Linked DNA regions of Mus musculus: region 2 is linked to region 1. Evidence: chromatin contacts called from public promoter capture Hi-C data. All regions are on one chromosome and are shown on one strand. The core of a region is the stretch at or near the end of the contact, and the rest is flanking DNA. Distances in the headings are between cores, read along the strand shown.

The links. Promoter capture Hi-C pulls out the DNA fragments that hold promoters and counts their contacts.
Region 2: a promoter capture Hi-C map of hippocampal neurons shows a contact between it and region 1, with 2.1 times the contacts expected there. The contact joins the enhancer-like site here to the promoter of Cops9 in region 1. A contact is called at or near these places in 11 of 39 promoter capture datasets (the 3T3-L1 cell line, cranial neural crest, embryonic stem cells and 7 more), 4 of 115 datasets of contacts at active chromatin or transcription factors (SST interneurons, bone marrow-derived macrophages, embryonic basal ganglia and 1 more) and 3 of 9 other capture datasets (adipose tissue, embryonic stem cells and liver).

Annotation. Positions count from the first base shown.
Region 1 is chr1:92,638,403-92,644,093 of GRCm38.p6, forward strand. Cops9 (COP9 signalosome subunit 9) reads right to left here and starts at 3,583. Exons shown (of 3, transcript NM_001163425.1): 1 at 3,478-3,583; 2 at 1,285-1,357. The coding sequence starts at 3,540.
Region 2 is chr1:92,877,293-92,882,983 of GRCm38.p6, forward strand. It overlaps Ankmy1 (ankyrin repeat and MYND domain containing 1), which reads right to left. Exons shown (of 18, transcript NM_001347091.1): 10 at 4,459-4,599; 11 at 3,688-3,828; 12 at 2,023-2,130; 13 at 1,039-1,170. Among named protein-coding and RNA genes, the nearest start is that of Gm36184, 16 kb to the left of the region's middle. Within about 2 kb of position 2,164, at least 8 of the 459 cell types and tissues checked have an H3K27ac peak or open chromatin away from gene starts, as enhancers often do. A contact at or near this core is called in hippocampal neurons, where this site is marked.

The sequences.
Region 1 (5,691 bases), core at 2,333-4,832:
CACTCTTGCTGAGCTCAGGCAGTGAGTAGGAGACAGGGAGCCTGCATGTCCCTTCCCTGCCCAGTGTGGCTCATTAGGAGACAGGTGTCTCCTGCCGTGTTACCAGTGCTCTCTGATGGTGCAAGCCAGGCCACTTGCTCCCTATAGAACCACATGCACTGAACACAGTACACAGCTGCTCTCTCAAGGACCAGGAGCTGACACCGACGAATGGGATTCTGAGGGAGTCCTAGTTCAACCCTATAAGCCCTATGCACCCCGCAGTCAGGAGCCCTGTCCTACCCTACCCCACGGTGCCATAGGCCGTGCTGGGAAGCAGTCAGGAGCCGTGACCTACTCTACCCCACGGTGCCATAGGCCGTGCTGGGAAGCAGTCAGTAGCCCTGCACCATCTACTCCCTGAACAGAATTTAGAGAAATGACTTTGAAGGTTACATTGCCCCTTCCTCTAACCCCCAGCTCTGACACCAGAAATGCAAAGTTCCCAGGAAGGAAACACCCACCCATCTGACAGATGGCCTCCCCAGTCAAGCATCAGCTACATGCCAATGAGCCCCCAAACCCATCTGGACTTGGAACTTGAGGGGAGCTCTAGTAAGTTAGAAATCAATATGGCATGGTTAGTCATGGCTCTTTGGAAAGTCATGCACTAGAGCTTTGTTGGGACGAAAAGAGAAAACCACCTCTCCCCTCCAAGTAGGGAACTTAGCCTAGATTCCCAATCGCCACTTGAACCCAATGTAAGGGTTGATCAGTAGGAACGAGGCGTTCAGAATCAGAAGGACAAGAGGGTCAAACAGGCCCTGTCACATGCCTGGTGATTTTACTGCCGGCTTTCACTGCTCAACTGGTACAACAATCTAATCAAGAATGCTCTTAGCCCTGGCCTCGCTCGCTCGGAATGAGCGGAAGCTGAGCGCAGCTGTTACCCTGCAAAGGCAGCAGTGGCCATGAGTCCAGGTAGACAAACAGGTGTGACCCAGGGAAGAAAGGGACGCACATTATCAGGAGAGACCAAAGACAGAGCCCCGCCGGCCTGTGTCTGGGAGGCAGGCCATAATCAATGTCCATTTGCACGTGCTCTTCATACCACTGCTCAAATGCAACCCTGGGTAGTAAACTGGGGAGAAGCTTACTTCCTGCTCTCCCCTCAGACAGGGCTGACAGGCAGAGCTAACTGCCAGGAACAAGGTCCGGGCCACACTGTTCCATGATCCAAATTACCCACAGCACAAAGCTGTCCACGGCAGAGGAAAGTCCTGACTAAGCCTGGCACCCACTTACCATTAAAAAAGTCTGCATGAACGGCCTTCTCATTGGCTGCCAGGTCCATCAAAAGCCCGGTGCTACCTCCAGCCTGGAGAATGAGAGGCAGGGTCATCCAGTGTATTTGTTTCCCAAAAGTAAGTGGTGGCTTTGTTACGAAACCCATCCCACCTCCCTGGAACAGGACACTGAGGGACAAGAATGTTCAAGTTGGGAGGCAGAATTTTCCAAATAGAAAAAATAGTGTGAATGGGGAAGCCAAACAAATGATTTTCAAGCTCTCTCAAGGTCCTGTGTCCCTTGAGTTTTCCTTGGCATGGCCTTGTGTGGTACTCTCTTGCCGGAGTCTTCAACCTCCTAGACAATGCCAGAGGCCACAGAAGTACATCAGCAAGCTGGATGTCTGCTCTAGAGCCCCCCTTCTTTCTGAGACCACAGCCCTTGGGAAGCTGCTCATTCCTGAACTGAGGTCTGGGGTGCTGCTGCTCTGGGGAGGATCCTCCAGGGCAGCCGCCATACCCAATCTCTCAAAGGCTTTGTGCCAGTTAGTCACCCAGAACAGTGGTAGCAGGGACCTGTGGGTGTGTCTCACAGTACAGCTGGCTTTGGCCTCCTCCTTCCTGGGCCCCATCACTCGAAGGCTGCTGGTTCAAGTTTCCCTGGAGTGTCAGGTACATGAGCATGTCCTGTACTCTCTTTTGAATCTTCCTTCTGCCTCTGCCTCTGTCTCTGCCTCTGCACACACCCCCGCCACCGCAGGAAGCCATACAGACTGCCTCTGAAGTCCTGGCTGAGCCCTCCTGCCTTCACTGCCTCAATCACAACTTCCTTAAGGCTTCCTTCTTCTTGTTTCCATTTCTCTACTATCTCTGTATAAACCGAAGCCCCAAACCCTCCAAAGGCACAACCCCCACAGGAAGTCAGGCTTCCTCACTGAGATGCCCTCAGATCACCTGCTGCAGGACTGAGGGGCTAAGGCTGAGAGCAATTGCCTCATCAGGGGAATCACAGAGCCCACTTCATTCTGCAGACGTCCTTATGCGGACCTGCTTGTTCATGCCCCTCGGTGTTCAATTATGCCCTGGCTGGTTTTGTGTGTCAGCCTGACACAAGCTAGAGTGTCATCAGAGAGGAAGGAGCTCAGTTGAGGAAATGTCTCCACAAGATCCAGCTGTAAGACGTTTTCTCAATTAGGGAGAGCCCAGCCCATAGTAGGTGGTGCCATCCCTGGGCTAGTGGTCCTGGGTTCTATAATAAAACAGGCTGAGCAAGCCTCAGTGAACAAGCCCGCCAGCAAGCAGCACCCCTCCATGGTCTCTGCATCAGCTCCTGCCTCCAGGTTCCTGTCCTGCCTTCCTCCAGTGATGACCTGGAAATGTAGGTCAAATAAATCCTTTCCTCCCCAACTTGCTTTTTTGGTTATGGTGTTTGTCACAGCAATAGAAACCATAAGACAAACAACAAGGCATCCCCTTCCTTTAGTGGACAAGGGAGCATCGCTCTGCTCCGCTACTATGGCTCTCGTCATCTATATCCCAAGGTCAACAGGGCACATCCTTCAATATTTGGATCAGGGCAAGCTCCTCTCTTAAGCCTCAACTGAGCCGACTAAAACCCCACGGATACGTCTGTAGGGCACCCTCACCCCACCCTACCCTTGCTTAGGATATGCAACCGGCCTCTTCGGGCCACAACTGACATCTCTCAGGTCCGGGGATACGTTCCCGCATCGCCCTACTCGCTGAGCTTTGAGGAGGAACAGGAAGCAGACATACAAGAGCTGGCTGACACTCCTGATCATAACCACCCATATCAGGGAGAGATCTGTGACCATGGTGGAAATCAAAAGCACAGGATCGCTCGAAAACTCTGTATGTGTCTACACGAAATAACCGAGTCCCAGCACCAAGCACGCAGTTACCACACACCATCCCTTACCCTTCTCTCAGAGCTTGGGGTCTTGAGGCCTGTCAGTGCGTAAGCCTCGCTCGGGCCTTCCCTCTCTGGAAGATTTATCAGGAGCCACAATCAACTGACAGCGAGCAAACCCTACTTCCTCGCTGCAGTTCACGTTAACAGTCGCGGGCCCTGCGACTGTCCCCGGCAGCTCCCGCTTCCCCAGCCTCTGAATCCCCAAAGGCCTGGGCTCCCGCGCAGGTTTGCAGGCGTGCTCCCACCCCCACGCATCGCTCCGCGCCGCCACCACCCCACCTCATCCAGGTCCACATAGGGCCCCGCGCCCTCGGGGAACATCTCATCCACTGCGGGTTTCATCTCGACAAGGCGGCGTTGCGCTCACTTCCGGCCAGCCCCTTCTACTTCCGGCGTTCTTCCGAGCACGTCTAGACCTCGGAGGACCGCGCCTCGGTGGCACTCGCTGGCCTGGCTGCAGGGCAGCTCTCTGGGAGCTAAAGAGGGCAGCGGATTAGATGACGGTCTAAGGACCAGCAACACCGCACAGCACGAGTTGTCAGCGGAGAAAGGAGACTCTCCATTTCCCAGCAGAGCTGCAGTTCAAAACCATCCGAATGGCTACTGTTTAGGATTCGCAGGCAGTAATGGATTGGCTAGAAGATGGGGGTATTGGATCCCCGGGTGCTGTTGGGGGTAACAGAAATCCAAAAGTAGTCCACGCTCAGTGATCACTCACAGGGTCACCTCGGCCAAAAGGAGGAAGCAACCCAGTGCACGCAGACAAGATGGGCTTTATCTACACGGTGAGATAGTGTGGAATCCTAAAACTAAGAAGGGATTCCTAAGCTATGGGCATGGAGGACCCTTAAGGATGTTGTTAAGTGAAACGTAAACAAACGCTGTGTACCACTCATAAGTGATCCCTAGAGCAGTCAGACTCATAAATGCAGCAGTGTTGGAGATGGTGGTTGCTCAGTGGACACAGTTTTAGATCTGCAAATCAAAAGTTCTAGAGGTGTGCGGTGGGGTTGGGGGGGAAGGTGTCCATTAAATGACTGGACTGTCCCCTGAGAGGTGGCCAGGGGGATACATGTTAGGGTGCTATATTATACCATGGTTTTTAAAGAATGAATGAAAGAAAAAAGATGGGGAAGGGACAGAGAGGTGTGGATCATTGTCAGAGAGGGCCTGAGATGCTCTGACAGACTAGAATACTCTAGTGAGTCTCCTGGATGTCCCCCTAGGATCCTCTGAGCACCTCCTGATAAAATCCAGGTTTAACAAGTATCCCTGTAGCAAGAAGCCTGAAATCCAGCTGATACCTGCCTGCTCTCCATGTCTGATAGGGCTCTTCACCCTCCACTATCCCCAGACGATGTCCTCTGGTCCTGACTTCAGCAAAGCGTCTGTGTTACCCCTGAGTTATTTCCCATCTACCCCCACCCTGCCCCTTGACTGTCAGTCCCTCTTGCTACTGTGGTTGCGCTGAGTCTCTCCAGCAGTTCAAGGCTTTTGCTCCTGTGCCTCTCCTGATGGTTTTGGATGTTTTCCCTTCCTCTGCGTTCAAAGAGTTGGAGAACTGTTGGTTGGTTGGGTGGGTGGGTGGGTTGGGTAGGATTGGGTTTTTGGTTTGGTTGGGTTTTCCTTTAACAACTTTGAGGTGTCAGGGGCTTGGTTGGGGTGCAGGCTGCTAGAGTGAAAATGGGGATCACAGGTAAGGACAGATCTAGGGAAACCTACTCAGCCAGGATATAATGGGAACTGAGCCTAGACAATCACTCCTACCCCTTAAGCCTGAGTGTACTGTGCCGGGTGTGTAAGAAATAACTGGAGAACCCCAGATGCCAGGTCAATGCCATTCTGAGATACCCACATGAAGGTCAAACTAAGGACACAGAGGCAAGCAGGCAGCCAAGGGGAGCCTCCTGTTAGTTTCTCTTCCTGCTGGTGTGCGGGGCATTTGCCGGTGTGTTCTTGGCTTGCATGTCTTGTGTATGTCAGGGAGGCCTCTTCCTGCTGGTGTGCGGGGCATTTGCCGCTGTGTTCTTGGCTTGCATGTCTTGTGTATGTCAGGGAGGCTCATCACCTGTAACACAGGCTGCCCCAGTGTTATGCCACATGCCTTCATATCCTAACGTAACCAGAGGACTGCCCAGGGAGACTCCCCTTCCCCCAACAGCCTCAGCCTGGAGTCTTCTCCTCAGATATTATAAGTGTGGGCTATGGCTCTCCCTCACAGACAGGGCTCTGGCTACTTGATTCTTGCTACTCCCAGGAACATGCTGAGTACCGAGTGTGGGTGCCAGGCCCCAATGTGACTGCAGTTCACCCGGCAGTCGAGGGAAGGCTGTCTGGCTTGCCTAACTAGGCATGTGGACTTAACAAGTGAAGCTGTCCTGGTGTCTTTCTTTCAGCTTCCTTATCTGGGGCCACCATACCCCACCCCTAGGTCATTGTGAAGATAGAATGACAAAGTGACAGCTAAGACTGAAAGGCCTGATGGACAGTGAT
Region 2 (5,691 bases), core at 914-3,413, 240 kb after region 1:
GAGGAGAATACAGTTGCCCAGAAGGGCTGTGATTCCCTACTGCCTACACGGTGGCCATCCCCCATGTGTGTGAAAAAGTCAGAGGCAAATAGGGTAGACAGGCTTGGCCTCATCCTGAGATGCCATTCCCTGGAGAGCCATCTCTGATTCCATTCATGGTCATGGTAACATCAAAAATCACGATGGCTAAGACATAGGGATACCCGTTTGCTCACTGAGGGATGAGTAGATAAACAGAAGGTGGCACACACACACAGAGTAGGGTGGCAGTCAACCTTCAGAAGCTAAATCCAGCTTACCCAACTGAACAGTGCCCTATGCCCACACACCAGGTGTCACAGCCACTCCAGTGCGACCTCCTGGAACCCTAGAGCCATGACTTAACCTGAACGCTTAATTGTGTGAGATGCAGCCTGAGGGTTATCAGGGTTCACAGCGAGGCTCGGAGTCCAATCCTGACAGCTGAAGCTGACTACCAAGTAAAATCAGGAGGGGGTGGTGAGCAGCGGCCTGTGGACTAGACGCGGCTTTTGTTCAATAAATTCCAGCTGGGTGTGGTGGTGGACAGCTGTAATTCCAGCACTTAGGAGGCTGGGGCGAAAGATTATACGTTTGAAGCTTGGTGGGGCTACAGAACAAGACCTTGCCTCATCAGGAAAAAAAAAAACAAAAACAAAAAAACGAAACAAAAAAAAACCACCAACCCTAAGTAAATGTGTTCAGGCACTGTGGAAAGGTACAAATGTACTGTCTGCTTTCTTAGCATATTTCACTAACATGGGTCATAAACCCGGGTTTCAGGTAACCTGCAATGCGCATGCAGACCTGCTAGGTCCAGACACTGCCGACAGCTTGACGCTATCTCATTTCCCAAGCGCTGTGGGGGTGGGGAGGGTAGGTGCTGGATATTGTGTCCGCTAGGCTACTTTGGTCACGGACATGATCTTAGGATGACCCAGCCTATCCCACCCTGAACCCAGCAGGTACTCTCCACACCCTATCTCTTCCCAGCATCCTCCCACGCTTCCCCTCACTCACCAGGGCAATCTTGTTCTCGACGCTCCTCTGTTGCTCATAGACCAGGTCACACACAACACACAGGGCAGTGCCCAAGCCTTTGGTCAGAGGCAAGTTGGGGTCAGCTCCCTGGGACAGGAGCTCCTTCACAACCTGGACACACAGACAAATTCCTCAGCGACCATTAGTCCTGGGTACTACCCATAGGTCCCACCCACAGGGAACGTGATGGGTAGGAAGGATCATGGGTGAGCATCTTAGGGAGGAGGTGCGGTTCTACCCAGAGCCTGGTTCTGACACTATTTTGGTGCACATACTGGTGTAGCTGCTCTGATGGGTATTGTTTCTGCCATACTTTCTAGCCTGGGAAAGAGTGGCTCTGGGCCATGTACACACCACTGGTCAGGAGCACATCCTGTCTGCCTCCTTTGGCCGCTCCTCCTCAACTCTCCTTTTTCTTAACAACATTCATCAGTATCTAAAACTGTGCTGCCTGCTGCTTTAGGGCCTGACTCTTCCTGCTACAATGTGTGTATGGGGGAGTGGGAGCAGGGGTCCTCAAACCAGAGACTATTCAAAACCTTCTGCTCATAGTGGTACCTGTCTTCCCACAGAAGGTGCTCAGTAAGCACACGTTAAATGGAAGGAGGGCTGGATGAGGAGTTGGGATGGGTAGGCCACTGGTAGTCTGGATGTATGAATAAGTGGGTGGGTGAGAAAAAGTGGGCTGAGTAGCCCTATGGCTAAATTGACGGGTAGATGGCTGGATGGCTTAGTGAGTGGGAAATTGGGTAGATGCACCAGTAGATGGAAAAATGGCACCGCAAACATAGTAGCTGATTGGAGAAAGAGGCTCAGAGGTGGCAGAAATCGCACTGTTGCCTGGTGCCCCTGTACACGAGAGCTGTGGGCATAAGAGCCAGGTACACAAGAGGCAGGGGCCCAAGGTAGGCACTGGGTGCTCAGGTGCAGGGGCGTCAGACTCGTGGGTAGAGAGAAGCTCACCAGGTCATTCCCACTGGCAATGGCCAGCGAGAGCGGGGAGTGGCCGCTCCACAGCACGTTTGGATTCGCTCTGTGGGACAGAAGGAGCCGCACGATGTCCCTGGCACACTGCAGGAAGAAAGGCAGAAGCATATGGAGTCAGAGGCACCACCCCCAGGAGCCTGGACATGCTGCCAAGGACACAATTGACACTTTCAAAACCAAGCCAACCACTCAACTGTCTGCTCCTTGCGCCAGCACCACCTAAGCAGAGACTCCAGACAGGGACATGGGGTGGGGGAGACGGAGGAGCTTCAGTCAGATTCCAAACATTCAAAACAGGAAAGGCGCCAGTGAATAAATTGCTGGACATATGCTTTCAAAGGACAAAGGACAGTGATGCTAGCACACTGTGATGGCCACACACAAGGCCCTGACCTGTTACAGGGATAATGGAGGGAAGTTCCTTCGGCTGGGACTACTTGCGAGCCTCTTCCCCCCGCCCTGCTGGTGACCAGTGGCCTCTCTATTCCCACTGCTGCCAGGACTCCTCTCTAGCTGCCCTGTATGCTCTGCGGAGGCTACACCCTTGGGACGTGACAAATCCTAGGAGCTAGGACCAATCTCCTTCCCCAGCCCCTTTGCTGCAGCTTCAGCTACCACCCCTGTCCCCAGCATGGTTTCCCAGCTGCCCTCTGGGGTTCTGGTGGGAATGGTGGGACCCTGTGCCTAGCTCCTTCTCTTCCTTCTAAGGAAGCTGTGATCTGATGGGTCAGTCACTGCCTCTCTCCTCCTTCCCACCCCCTCCAACATTACCTATAATCCTGCATTTGTACCCTGGAACTCCCCCCACCCCCAGCCTCCCAATTCCTTGACCTTGCCCTGGCCACTCAGTCTTCTCTGGGCAGTTCCTATACAGGCCGAGCTCGGACTGAGTCCTCAGGTTCATGGGAGCTAAGTAGCTACAGGGCAGTGACGGCAAGAGGATGGCTGGGGGTTGGGACATGGCTTTTGTTCAATAAATTCCAGCTGGGTGTGGTGGTGGACAGCTGTAATTCCAGCACTTAGGAGGCTGGGGCGAAAGATTATACGTTTGAAGCTTGGTGGGGCTACAGAACACAAGACCTTCAGGCCAAGCCAGAAGTGGGTCCATGCATGGCTAAAGGGCATGTCAGTGCTGGAGTACTCATGGGCCCTATTCATGGTTTCCATTCACGCTCCGACAGAGTTCAACTCCACTTGGAATATGGTAGATTTGGAAAATCCACTGCAGCAGCTTCAGAATCCGTGGCCTGGCTGCAGCAGCCGCGACTCCCACCTTGAGAAGCCAACTTCTCAAGTTGTGACGAGGGGGGCCCACTCACACCAGAGCTTCCATCTCCTGTCTAGGTCTACCACAGAGACACAAGAGTACCCGATGCAGTACCCAAGCATGCACATCCCAATACCCATTCATGTAGATACATGCACATCCCAATACCCACTCATGTAGATACATGGATGCACGAATCCCAACTTACAGGTGAAACACACACACACACACACACAAACATCACGTTTGAATGCAGCTCTTGCCTGGCCTACAGTCCCTTAGGCTCAGGACTCAGCCCGTCCCTTCCCCCCCACTGTCACACTCCTCTCTGTGACAAACCAGCCAACCCAGGTCAGGGCCCCATGGCTGCTCACCTTCTTGTTGTCCTCTCTCTCACAGGCCACATGCAGAGCTGTGCGCCCTCCCTCCTCTGGGATGAATGTGTGTGTGGAGTAGAAGCTCTTGGGTGGGCCCGGCTCATTGTTGAGCTTCAGGCTTGAGGGCAGGAGATCAGCCTGTGGGAAACACAAGGCTTGAGTCAGGTCCTGTGTGTCCCTCTCCCCAGAGTGCCTACTTGCAGACTACAGATGTGGACTATCTTCCCACAACCCTCCACACACAGGCCTCAGAATTCTTCAAGTCACTGAGAATTCCACAACACTCAAAAGGGCCTCTAGACTCAAAGGCAAGCACCACCAAACCTGTTTTACTGTGGTGGTAGCAGTGTTTTTGTGTTGTTGTTGTTTTTGTGTTGTTGTTGTGTTGTACTGAAGAATGAAATCCAGGGCTTCCTGCATACTTGGAAACCACTAAACCATTTGAGCCACATCCCCAGCCCCTCCCACTTTTGGAGACAGGGTCTCTCTATGGAACTTACCAAGTAGACTCTGCTAGAACTCACAAAGGTTTACCCACCTCTGCCTCCTGAGTATTAGGAATTAAAGGCTGGCTACATCCATGCCTGGCTACATCCCCAGCCCTTACTTCCTCCCATGGCCACGGTTTGGTGCTGACCCACCTGGCCTGCCCACACCAGAAGTGGCTATGGCCAGGAGCACAGTGGTCAGAGCCTACATATGAGTTGCTTTGTACCACCCCAAGCCCCTTGTCAGTAGGCACAGCTACAGGTCCATACAGAGCCGCACCTTGCCACCTTTGTACACGTAGTCCTCGTCCGCTGCCTTGGCGTCCACGTTAGTGATCACGTGGAGCAGCAGCTCAGTGATCTTCACGCCCTCCTCCCCGGGAAGGGAGACTGCGATGTGGAGCGGGGTCAGGGACTGCAACTGCAGAGGAAGCGTGGTAAGGGTGAAGCCCAACCTGCAGCCAGGCAGGTGAGGTTAGGTTAGGGTTAATGTCAGGGTCCTTGCTGCCTGAGCAGATGAGAGGATGCATAGGCTACTGCAACAATTTCAGGTAACCGCAGCACCATCTCCTTCACACCGGCATCATGGGTGCAGGACCAGAAGGCCCAGGAGGGCACGAACAACAAATGGACTGAATGCTCTCAATGTGCCAGGTAACCCACAGGTGTCCGGGTAACCCACAGGTGTCCGGGTAACCCACAGGCATCCAGGGCCACAGCTGTGAATGCTTGGCTTGAAGCCAGTTGATTCTAGGCCATCTGTCTGACACTATCCTCTAAGAGTAGCACCTCCCTGTCCCTTCCAGGACCTGGCTCAGATACTACCACCTAATAGCCACATAGCTCCTGACCAGCCTTCTGATTGTCCCCACGGCATCCCTCTCCCCCTCTCTCTGAAGATGGTTCCTGATGGACTGTCTCTGAGCTCCAGCAGCTTGTGGTCATGGGAACCCTGCTCTCAGAGTGAATACCAGCAGCTAAGAGAAGCCAGTCAGGGCAGCCAGGCTGTGGCTAGGAAGATATGCTCCACTTGTCCCCAGCCCAGTTCAGTGTGACCTCACTCAGATAGGAAAGTGTCCCTGGAGAAAAGCAGGCTGGAGAACTCCCTGAAGGCAGGGTGTGGTTAGCCTAGAAAGCAGAAAGAGCTCACCAGGAGGGGATGTGTTGCACAGGGGAATATTCCAACACTGGAACCTGGGGCAAACTCTACACAGCACACAGCTTGGGGCAAACTCCTGCCACTGCTGAGATCTGAACCACCATCAGAGTTCCGACAAAGGGACACAGTGCAGCTGAGACCACTGAGCCATGGCGAGGTGATATTCTTTACCTGGTCTCATAGGGCAGCCCAACAAGGGATGCTGGGGTCAGATGGGAACTGTGCAGGGAGCCCAGCCTCACCTTGACCTTCTCCTTAGGGCACAAGGCCTGGCATGGGGCGGGAGGGGGGCTTCCAGGGACATTGGGGGTTGAGGTAGTGTGCTATCTGTGACTGAGGAAACTGTGGTATGTG